Regions from separate parts of the Mus musculus genome. Here region 1 is linked to region 2. A link is a contact called in public promoter capture Hi-C data. All regions are on one chromosome and are shown on one strand. Each heading gives the region's core, a stretch centred on a gene start, on an enhancer-like site or on the middle of the called end of the contact. The rest is flanking DNA. Distances are from core to core; before and after follow the strand shown.

Evidence for each region. Promoter capture Hi-C pulls out the DNA fragments that hold promoters and counts their contacts.
Region 1: a contact with region 2 is called in a promoter capture Hi-C map of fetal liver, with 4 times the contacts expected there. The contact joins the enhancer-like site here to the promoter of Scgn in region 2. A contact is called at or near these places in 6 of 39 promoter capture datasets (the C10 cell line, cranial neural crest, fetal liver and 1 more), 1 of 484 Hi-C or Micro-C datasets (bone marrow-derived macrophages), 2 of 115 datasets of contacts at active chromatin or transcription factors (both in embryonic stem cells) and 2 of 9 other capture datasets (adipose tissue and macrophages).

What each region holds. Positions count from the first base shown.
Region 1 is chr13:24,244,234-24,249,921 of GRCm38.p6, reverse strand. The region is part of intron 2 of Carmil1 (capping protein regulator and myosin 1 linker 1); the gene reads left to right. Among named protein-coding and RNA genes, the nearest start is that of Carmil1, 34 kb to the left of the region's middle. Within about 2 kb of position 2,406, at least 40 of the 459 cell types and tissues checked have an H3K27ac peak or open chromatin away from gene starts, as enhancers often do.
Region 2 is chr13:23,988,685-23,994,044 of GRCm38.p6, reverse strand. It overlaps Scgn (secretagogin, EF-hand calcium binding protein), which reads left to right and starts at 2,831. Exons shown (of 11, transcript NM_145399.1): 1 at 2,831-3,093; 2 at 4,201-4,271. The coding sequence starts at 3,012.

The sequences.
Region 1 (5,688 bases), core at 1,157-3,656, 260 kb before region 2:
GATGGATTGTAAAGGTCTCAGCAAAGGCTGCCAATTCCTTAGAAACACAAAAGCCCAGGAGTAAAAGCTCCATGTGTTCCTAAGACCGTGTGATATGGAACAGAAAGACAGTTTTGATCGAAGGCCTGCAATAGCTTTCAGCCCCATCTCCACTTCCACCCTGAGAATAGGGCTTCCTTCCTATCTTCCAGAAAGTTCTATGGCTATATTGTGAAGCAGTAAACTACTAGCTACTGACTTTGCTCCCCAATCCTTCCGTACCCAAGGAATGAAGTATGCCCCACCAAAGATGGTTCAGTGATTCTAAGATACGTTAGGGAAGGATGAAGGGGCTTGTGATCTCAGAGGGCTGAGAGTTGTGTTGTGAAAAGCTGTCTGTCTCCAGAGCAGTGATCCTCATCCTTCCTAATTCTGTTATCCCCTTAATACAGTTCCTTATGTTGTAGTGGTCCCCAAGCATAAAATTATTTTAATTGTTACTTATTATGGTATTTTCTACTGTTATGAATCCTAATGAGAATATCTGATATTCAGGATGGTCTTAGGTGACCCCTGTGAAAATATCATTTTGACCCCCACCCCCCAAAGGGGTTGGTTGCAACCCACAGGTTGAGAACCAGTATTCTAGAAGATTGCAGAAGATACTACCCTCCACCCTCATCTTTGCATCCTGGTCTCTGATTCTGTCTTAGTAGGCCCTGACTAGGCAATAAAGTCACTGGAATTATTGGAGTCAGAGTCTATGGCCTGGCATCACTTACATACTAGGCTTAGCCTCAGTCCTCCCTCAATAGGCCAATTAAACAAAACAAGGAAAAGAGAGAGGAAGAATTGTAGGAAGAACAAAGTGGTCCAGTGACCCTTCCCAACCACCTTCATCTTCAGGGGCTTCTGATACATGGTTTATGTTTAAATAGAGAACAAGAGGTATGCATAGCGAGACGGTCAGGTCTCGGCCTGGCTGCTCCCATGACAGACCTGACATTGTTTTAGCTCTTCTGCATGGTGGTCTAACAAGTCCTCAGAACGCCATGAGATCTCTTCCTGGGAGACAAGCTTCTTTCGTGGCTGGCGTCAGGTGTCAGTCTTGTCCTACTCCCAGAATTCCTGGGGAAGTTCCAATTTCTGAGGTCCATTGTTTGATAGCCAACTGAGATAGCCCAAAGGGAGGAGCACTAGGGTCCTTTTGGAATGTCTTCACTCCTGCCAGGATCGTCCATCACACAAAGGAAAGAAAAAACAAAAACATTCAAATCAGATTTTTAGTTACTGAATACATTCTTCCTTTGTTTTGAGACAGAGTCTTGTTAAGTAGCTCAGGTTGGCTTCATATTTGTGGCAATCCTCCTGCCTCAGCCTCCTGAGTGCTTGGAATTATAGATGTATGCCACCAAATCTGGCTCAAATACTTTTAGAATAAGGTATTTTGTCACAGTGAGGGTCAAGTTTCTTCTTTGTTCTGTGCCATCTGCACCTCTGAGCTCTGTGGCCAGACCTCTGGGGCTTTCTGCAGTGTCCTTAGCAGAGAGTGGGCCCCCCTACTTGTAATGATCCTACTGAAATTCTGCTTAGTGTTAGTCCAAGATTGTGTGCCCCCCCCAAGACACAGCCCAGGAGTTGTTCGGAGGTCCAGATGCTGAGGGTGTTTGTGAGTGTTGGGCTGTCTTCCCTTCCCTCTTCTTCCCTTTTCTCCATTAGGAAAAGGGCCAGCATTGCAAACATAATCCATCCATTATGCAGGCAGGCTGAGTTCTGTAAATGTGAACGAGCAAGACTTCCTGAGGGCTCACACCCACCCACGATAAACCAGGAACTTGACTGTTCATTCCCAGTTTGGTTTGTTTTTATTCACATGTGTGGCAAGTCTCTAAAATCGAGAGCACTTGGTTGGAAAAATTCATATTATGGAAGGAAACTCTGTTTTTCTTTTTCTTTTTTAGGATAGGGTGCTTCACTCTGTAGTTCGGGATGGTTTGGGGCTCACATTTGCTATAATCCTCCTGCCTACGCTCCCCCAAATGGTTGAGATTATGTGCCACCCTACCTTTCTTTGGAGACCTAACAGGTTCTTTATTTGCAATTCTGTCACCCCGCCTAGGGGTGATCTTAGGATTGCCCATCCTGCCCCTTCAAGTGGCTTATTTCTTTTTTTTCACTGAGAAGGCATGTGGGCCACATTGCAAGGCCATAAGGTTTGCGTTGCTTGAGGAGACTGCTGGCCCGGCTCTGTAGTGTCCCACCTCTGCCCTGCCTCTGCTTGAAATTTCCTTTGCATGACTCAGTTAAAAAAAAAAAAAAAGAAAAGAAAAAAAAAGAAGACAGAAAAATCTAGGGATCAGAGAGAGCCAGTGAGTGGGAGGGAAGGCAATGTTTTCCCTTCTGAGCTGCAAGGGCCATTGTGTGGGTCTTTAGGGAACTGAGCCAGCTTCTCTAGCTGCTTGAGGCCTGGACCTTGTGAATCCTTCCTCCCTCTTCAGTTGGAGTCCTCCCTCTTCAGTTTGGAGTCCTCCCTCTCCAGTAGGGAGACACTCAGAAGCTCTAGGGTCTCCTGTAATTTTAGCTGGGAATATAAACCAAACAGAATGGAATTTCTTCCTGCTTCATGAGCAAGACTGTGTTCAGGAATGTGGGGACGGTTGAGAGAAACCCAACCAACAGCCATTGCATGAAGGCAGATGGCCACTTATACCCGTGTGTTGGCTAGTGTTATGTCAACTTGATCCAAGCTAGAGTCATCAGAGAGAAGGGAGTCTCAGTTGAGAAAATGTCTCCCTAAGATCAGGCTGCAGCCAAGCCTGTAAGCCATTTTCTTAATTAGCACCTGATGGGGTAGGGCCCAGGCCATTGTGTGTAGTGCCATCTTGGGCTGGTGGTCCTGGGTTCTATAGGAAAGCAGGCTGAGCAAGCATTGAGGAGCAAGCCAGTAAGCAGCACCCCTCCATGGCCTCTGCATCAGCTCCTGCCTCCAAGTTTTGAGTTTCTGTCCTGACTTTCTTCAGTGATTAACAGTGAAGCCAAATAAATATATCTCTTTCCAAGTTGCTTTTGGTCATAGAATTTTATCACAACAATATTAACACTAACTTAGACAACCCAGAAAGAGGAAAAGGCCTCTCTCTGGTCCTTTGGCCCTTCCCTTCTGTGCTCGCCCTGCCCAGGGTTATCTCCCTAGCAGGGTAAACAGGAATCCTGGCTCCTGTCCACAGGACAGGGTCCTCATCGTTTGTTTCCTGCTCAGGATGCTTCTCTTATTATTGCTTTAGCTTTTTGAGACTGAGTCTAAAGTAGCCCAGGTTGGCCTTGAACTCATTGTGGCAGGGCTGACTAGTATCCCATCCCCCATCTTTCCACATCCTGTACCTTCAGCTTCATAGACTCAAATGCCCACTGGCACAAAAAACAAAAAGGAAAACGAGCCCACTCTAGTGGCACACGCCTGTGATCACAGCACGTGGGAGGTGGAGGCAGAAAGATCAAAAGTTCAAGGTCACCCACATCTTGAAACCCTGCCTTAAAGAGCGAACCCAAACAAACCACTACTACTGCCCCTCCCAAGGCCTGGCTGCGGTTTCGGTTATACTCTGTAGATAAATGCCCCAGATCACTTATGAGTTTAGAATGCTTTGACACTTTTAAAGGCTAAATAAATGAATAACTAGCTTGACATGTGAGCAATGCCGTGAAATACTTCTTGCCTTTCCAATTCCTCCTTCGTCTCCCTTATTCCCTCCCAACTTCATGCTCGTTTTTATTATGAATATTGCACACACACCTTCCGAGTCCATTTAGTATTGCTTGTGTGTACATGTATATATAACCTTCACAATCCATTTAGTATTGCTCCTATGTACATGTATGCAGGGCTGAACACTTGAGACTGCATACATAATCTCTGAGGGAGGTAAAAGTGATTGCCCTTCTCTGAGGAGACATTGGTCACCTGTAGCTCTTGCCTGTGGGCGAGACCTTGTGGAATTTCTCCTGTTCCTCTGACTGTCAGTTGGTATTCTCACTGTACAACCATATTGCTGAGATCCTATGGGTGTGTTTCCTGCCCTGTCTAGAGGACATAGTCTCTAGCTAGTAGCAGATGCCACAGTGTTCAGGCTTTAACAATCTTTTGTTCCCTCATCCACACATTCCACGGAGCCTAAGGGTAGGAGTTGTATTGCAGTTAGGGTTGGGCACTCCATGATCACGTTCTTTCCCTCTGCATTCATTTTGACCAGCTATGGATCCTGTACTGGTCTCCATCCCTTGCAAAAAGAAGGTTCTTTGATGAGGGGGGAGAGTGATGTTTATCGGTGGGCATCAGGGTAAGCATTAGATCACAATTGGAGATTATATCGGTTTAGGAAGAAGGCAGTAAGAGGCTCCCCTTTAGGAGCCGTGGTCTCTCCATCCACGGGTGGCTAGCTTGGTTTACACTACCAAGCATGGACCCCCTATTGTGGAGTGGGCCTTAAGCTGACAGCACCACTGTCTCACCATCGTGATATCTCCCTGGGTCAGCCATTCCGTTGTCACAGTTCATAGGATTGCTCCTCTCTTGGCAGCTTGCTTAGCACCTTCCAATAATCCCTTGAGAGCTAGTCTAGGAGGAGACTTCCAGGTCAGTCCCACCTCCGTTCTCCAAGCCTTGTGTCAGGTGTCTTAAGCAATAGGGTCTTTTTTATTTATTTTTTAATTAAAAAGATAGAATCTTAAAACTATTTTTAAAACATCTTGGTTTTTCATTATTCCTTTGGGAGTTTTCTACAGTGTGTTTTGATCCTACGTACTTTCTCCGTGATCTTTCCAGACCCACCCCTGCTTCCTTTCCCCACCCTACTTTGTGTAGACCTTGTCCCGCTTTCCCACCAGTCAAGCCCAGTTTGTGCTGCCTGTATCTTCTCAGAGGTGTGGGCTTCCCTGGCGTGCACCCCACTCGCCAAGATGCTGCCCTCATAGAAAACTGACTTGCCCTCTCTTAGGGACTGTCAATCCCCTATAGCTGTCACAATCGCTGAGCTCCTGTGGGCAGCGGCTCGGCTGGTTTGTGAGGACATGGTTTCCTTGAATTCATCCATCACCTATGTCACGGTCTTCCTGCTTCCTCTTCCAGAATAATCTCTGGAGACAGCTGGTTACCTCACCACCAGCCAAGAGCAGAGAGGCAATGCGTTCGGACTGCAGCTGTGCTCAGCTGGATTTCTACACTTCATGCAGCTTAGCACTTAATTATAGCTTGTGTCGAATTGACGACGAAAGCCAATCAGTGTGGTTTATTTTATTTTATTTTATTTTATTTTATGACAGAAGCTCAGTATATAGTCTAGGCTGGTCTCGAACTTGGCATGATGCTCCTACCTCGGCCTGCATGTAGTGCTGGGATGGTAGGTTCATCATACTCAGTTGGTAGGTATTTTCTAGAGTGCATAGCTCATCCCTTGAGGGTAGCATGGGCCTCTTAGTGACACGTGGCTCCCTGCAGGTACAGGCTGGCATTCCTGATCCCTCCCCTGTTCTCCTTTAAGGGCTCCTCAGGGATCTACCTGCATGGATGGTGTCAGGCCCAAGCGCCCCCCCCCCCCACCTCCCCATCTTCCTTTTCTCAGCGGTGTCTTCTCACACCTCCCTCTTGCTCTCCCCCTCCCCCTACCTCTCCTGTTCATTTTGGGAGCTAGGAGGGAACATGTCGACCTGGGT
Region 2 (5,360 bases), core at 1,582-4,081:
AGAAAAGAACTCTACACAAGGAGTGGTGGGTACTCAAACAGAACCTTCCTAGGGCGGTGATAGATTTTTGCATTAAAAAGAAGATCTCACACGGAGCTGGCAAGATGGCTCAGTAAGAAAAGGCACTGGCTGCCAGCCCAGGGACCTGAGTTTGCAAAAGTTCGACTCACATAGTTCATTACTGTTTTATCTTCTAGTTTTGCTTTGTACAAAGGTGCTTCTGCTGTCTCATAGTATTGGATCCAACTGTATGTACACTTTTGCAAATTACATTTTGATATTAACCTTATGAGGTTTTTTTTCCCTCCATTACTCATCAGAAAGCCAGACCAGATCAGTCACCAACCTGCTGCTTTCACATAGGTTAATGTTTCTTCATGATGTTTGGAATCCTGTGCCATAATTTCCCAAGGCTGATAGGTTATTTCTCCGCTGGTGAAATGAGCCAGTTCAAGCTAGATTAGAATATATTAAAGGCAGATTTATTGGGAAGCTGTTCTTGAGAGGACCAGTTCACTGTCCCCAAGGAAGGAGATATAGGGAAGTCATCTTGGGGGGAGGGGAAGGCCTTGCAAATGCAGAGGGAAGAGAAGGAAAAGAAGAGAGAGGAAGAGAGGGAGAGAGGGAAAGGGAGAGGAAGAGAGGGAGGAAGATGGAGAAGGTTGGGAGGAGGGGAGGAAAAGAGAGGGAGGGGCGCCACAAAGTGTCTGGGTTATACAGGGAGAAGCCTCTGGGGGAAGGGCAGCACAGAGCGTGGGCTGTAAAGTGCAGGGTTGGGGACAGGGTATGCCAGGTAGGGACTGAGGAATGTTGGGAGATCCAGGAGGCCAGGTCTGCTTTTGATAGGAAAAGTATGCGCCTCAGTCCGTTGTCCCAGGGTCTGAAACCAAATAATGGACACCTATGATCCCTATAAATCCTGGACCCTTTTCCTGCCTCTAAGCACTTCTCCAATTTGTGGATCTTGCACTTTCTCTGTGAGTGATGGTTATAGTTTTCGTCCCTTAACCTAAACAATATGCTTCAAAACTCCTAAAGTTTACCAATAAGTTTCTATGGAAGATCAATCATTTTAGTATATAGTTTGTACTGTTTACTGTATACTGTGCTAAGAGTTTGTAGCCTCATTTATGTAACCATTTTAACAAGCCCCAAAAGGCAAGTGCTATTACTCTCATACAGCTAAAGCCCAAAAAACAAAAAACAAACAATACACTTCTAAATAACCTGCCTAGCATCACACAGCTAGTTAGTTGCAAAGCTGCATTTTGAACTCAAAGCTTATCTTCTTCTAAACTATATTAAATATTATCATATACAATTCATATTTATTTAGAAATTTAAACATCACACGTAACATCATGTCACACCAGGCTGCTCTTGGCTATCAATTTTTCAAACTTTTCTTCCGTTTTATAAATCCTTTTTAAAGAACACAGTCATTCCGTCATAAGGCAACAACACAAAGGCAGCCTGATTCACTGGGGACTTCCACGCGTTTCTCTGACCCTCTCAGCAGCCCTCCAAGGCAGACATTGTACTCTTCGTTATAAAATATGAAAGCTGAGACGTAGAGACCTAGAATAGTGACCCATCACAGAGTTACCACTTGGTTCAGCCAGGATCCTGAGCTGGAACTACTGAGTCTCATGCGCTCTACTACTGTCATTTAAATAGCTTACCTCTGTTGCTCCTTACGAATAAATTGAATGCTAGCAGCAGACCACAAAGGAAGGGTGTTCTTACTCCAGCTCATTCTCCCCATCTCTCTGTTGAGTTTCACATGGCGGCACAGGCGAGCTGTGACACATAGTAATCCCCCAGCCTCTTGAGTATTGGAGGTTGCAAGCTTGAGTCACCACATCTAGCTCAATTTTTGCCTAACTCCTTCTACTGATTCCTTAGCAAGATGTTTGAAGTCCAAAGTCACCAGGTTAGTCTCTTTATTCTCTCAGAAGTCAACTGGTCAACAGTTTTCAGTTTTAATCATTAGAAAACGTGCTCAAAAAAAAAAAAAAAAAAAAAAAGAAAAGAAAGAAAGAAAAGAAAAGAAAAAAAAGAAAACGTGTTCCTTTAAATGGTGGCTGCCAATTTGTCTTAAAGTGTCTCTAAGGAGTCAGTTACAAACATCTGAAAACTCTTCCATAGATAGCATGTGTTGGGTAGACCCCTTTCTTGATACAGTGTGGCTAGGTTTATTTGTGCTTCAGCGTTTTGCTTCTCTTTGTGGATGTTTTGTTTGGTTTTGTTTTGGAGACAGGATATCACTTTGTAGCTCAGGCTGCCCTGCAACTCACTGTGTATCACAGCAGTCCTATTCCAGACTCTGTAGTTCAGGAGCTACAGGTGTGTGCCACCCATGCCTGGCTCCCTGCAGCATCTTAATGGCACCACTTCAAGCCACAGTGACTGCAGTAGCAGGTCCCTACAGTACACTACAGTTCAGCAACGGGTGTGTTTTCTGATGCCTCGTTTGGCTCCAGAGGCCACTTCTGAACACCTTCATCTCTCTTCTTCCCTCCGCACCACAGTATGTGTCCTGTCTTATCCAATCCGTAAGGTGCCAGCACTGACACTTTTTCAACCCTAAACATAGACAGCCCGTTCCAGGAAACCCCTTGAGACATTAGTTTGAAAGGTGAGTCAACCTGAAGAGAATGTTTTCGTGAGTTTGACAAACAACTTAAACGGAAAGGCAGTGAGCCGTGAACAGGAGAGACAGTTCCCAGTTTCTTTCTGTCTGATCCCCATCACCCTCCTCACCCCATCCCTTCCCCCTACAGCTAACAGGCAGGAGCCCCGCTGAGATCTGCCGGGCGTGCGGGGCGGGGCAGGAGGACGCCTGCGGGTTGCCTCCTGGAGCCTGACATCTAGACTGAAGACTGCTCAGCGACACCAACGAGCCCGGACGCCCTCGAGCTTGCCTTGCCCACTGGTACCTAGCTAGAGAGGGAGGAAGTGGACCGAAGAGTCGGGAAATACTGCTAGGCGAGTTTACCCACATCAGCACCATGGACAACGCACGCAGAAAAACTCCAGCTCGGCTGGATGCTGCCTGCTTCTGGCAGATCTGGCAGCGCTTCGACAAGGAAGGTGAGTAGCTTTGGTCAGTTGAGCGCCTAGCGTAGACACAGAGGGAACTGGAATTTCTCCTAAGCGCCTTTCTCTATAAGAAAAGTTGACTACTGAGTGCCGGAGAAAGTACCCTCAGCATACGCTGATTTTACATATCAAGAAAGTGTCTGAAAAATTCTGAGTGGACTGAGCACTTTCCTGCTTCCCAACCTGTGGCTGTGTGAGTGACGTGCAGTTAATATATTAACAAACATCATTGCATATGTATTCCAGGCTGTTGGGCTGAAACTCAGCAATCTGTGGTGCTTTGTAAATGTGACAGTTTTTCATTAGTGACTGTCACGTTACCCAGTCTCCATTCTCTACAAAGGAGGATGAGTTTCAGCAACGTGCAGATTTATGTCCCTCTACTTCAAACCACGTGCTTGAACATAAAACACATCTGTTTACCATTTGGCCTTGTCCATTGATAATTACACACACACACACATACACACACACACACACACACACACACACACACACACACTGCCTGAAAGGCATGCTTACATACAAAAGCTAGGACTTAGTATTTACCCCTCTCAAGATATTAGTAGATAGATACTGAAGTAACAACAACAACAATAATAACAATAAAGTGTGAAGGTTACAGAGATGGCTCAGCCATTAACATTATATACTGCACTTACAGAAGACTCAGGTTTGGCCCCAGCGCATATGTTAGGTGGCTCCCAACCACCTGAACTCAACTCCGGAAAATCTGATGCTAGCTTCTAAGGGCACCTACACTGACTTGCACCACACTCTCAACCCCTAGACATGCTCACATTTACATAATTAAAATAAAATACAAACCTTTTAAGAATAGGAAATATAAAACTGAGACCAAACCCAAATCTAAATAGCAAGGCATGGTGGCACATGCCTGTGATCCTAGCAATTGGGAGGTAGAGGCAGGAGGATCAGGAGTTCAAAGTCTTCCTCAGATACATAGCAAGTTTGGGGCTAGCCTGGGCTCTATGTGACACTGCTTCAAACCTCACACCTGTAATATACTTTTAGACAAGTATTGTCCCATTTATTCTATATTAGTGACTATTATTTATGCTTATTTTCTTGCACTAGAAAAAGGTTACATAAGAGAGACAGAGCTGGATGCCTTCTTTGATCATTTGCTGGCAAAATCTGGCACTGAGGTAAGTACTCATAGCATAGAGCACTTGCGTATGTGTCTCAGCAAAATACGAGCCACGGAGTCTTGTGCTGATTTGAACCTTAATCCCGTATGACCTTGTTTTTTCTTTGCACATAAGATCTCTCCCTCTCCCAGCAACATAAAGAGATTTAGGCAGGTTTTATAAAAGGTATCATCACATTAGGCATTCTGGCCACTGATTTTCACTGAAACATCTGTCATGCAGTTAGATTGCCTACCTTTTGTGGACTCAATCAACTGTAATTTCAATGTTTCCTTGGTTACATCTCTGCTAATGGATTTCAACAAGAGGTAGGGTTAACTCCTAGATCAAAAGCACAAAGGAGTGGAGAAGATATTGTGAGTTTTAATGTTCCGTGTTCACACATGACAAACAAACCACTTAAAATCACTTCTTCATGATCTGTTTGATTAAAAGAGGTTGTAGATTTCTCATGAAGTGCTAAACCAGAACACAACTGGTATCCCCAGGATCAGATATCAATGTAAAGCAGTTTACTGAGATGGTAAATCTGTCTAGAAAGATGCGGATTTGTTCTAGAAGGTTCTTGTACCAAAGGAGAGGGGGGGAAAAACCCAGAGATGCCAAAGGCCAGCCCAGCCTGTGATTGATGTTCATCATGGAGAGAAGTCCTTTGGGTGGGTGGTCATCTCAGGAGGACAGGCTCTGGGACTGCTGTATTTACACAAATTGTCTCCTCTAGGTTTCCATACTTTACCTGGAGGAGCATTAGGGGTTACATAGTCCCACTTTGGAAACTTGGCCCTGGCCATGGATTCCCTCCACCCTCAGAGTTCAGGGAGGGGTGTTAAAGGGTGGGACAGCCAGCTAAAACATGGAAACCAAACCAAACCAAACCAAACCAAAGTCGCCCCTTGGTCTCCCTGTGTCTGCCTCTCCTATTTTGTGCCTCTTTTGTCTCTCATGTCCTGCCCACTTCTGTGTTCTAGATTGCTCAGTGTTTATTGTTGCATTCCTCTCTCCGTGTGTCTCTTTGTGATCTTTGTGTATCTCCTCCATTTCTTCAGCCCTCTTCTGGCTTTCCATACTTCCACTCTGCTTTTCAAA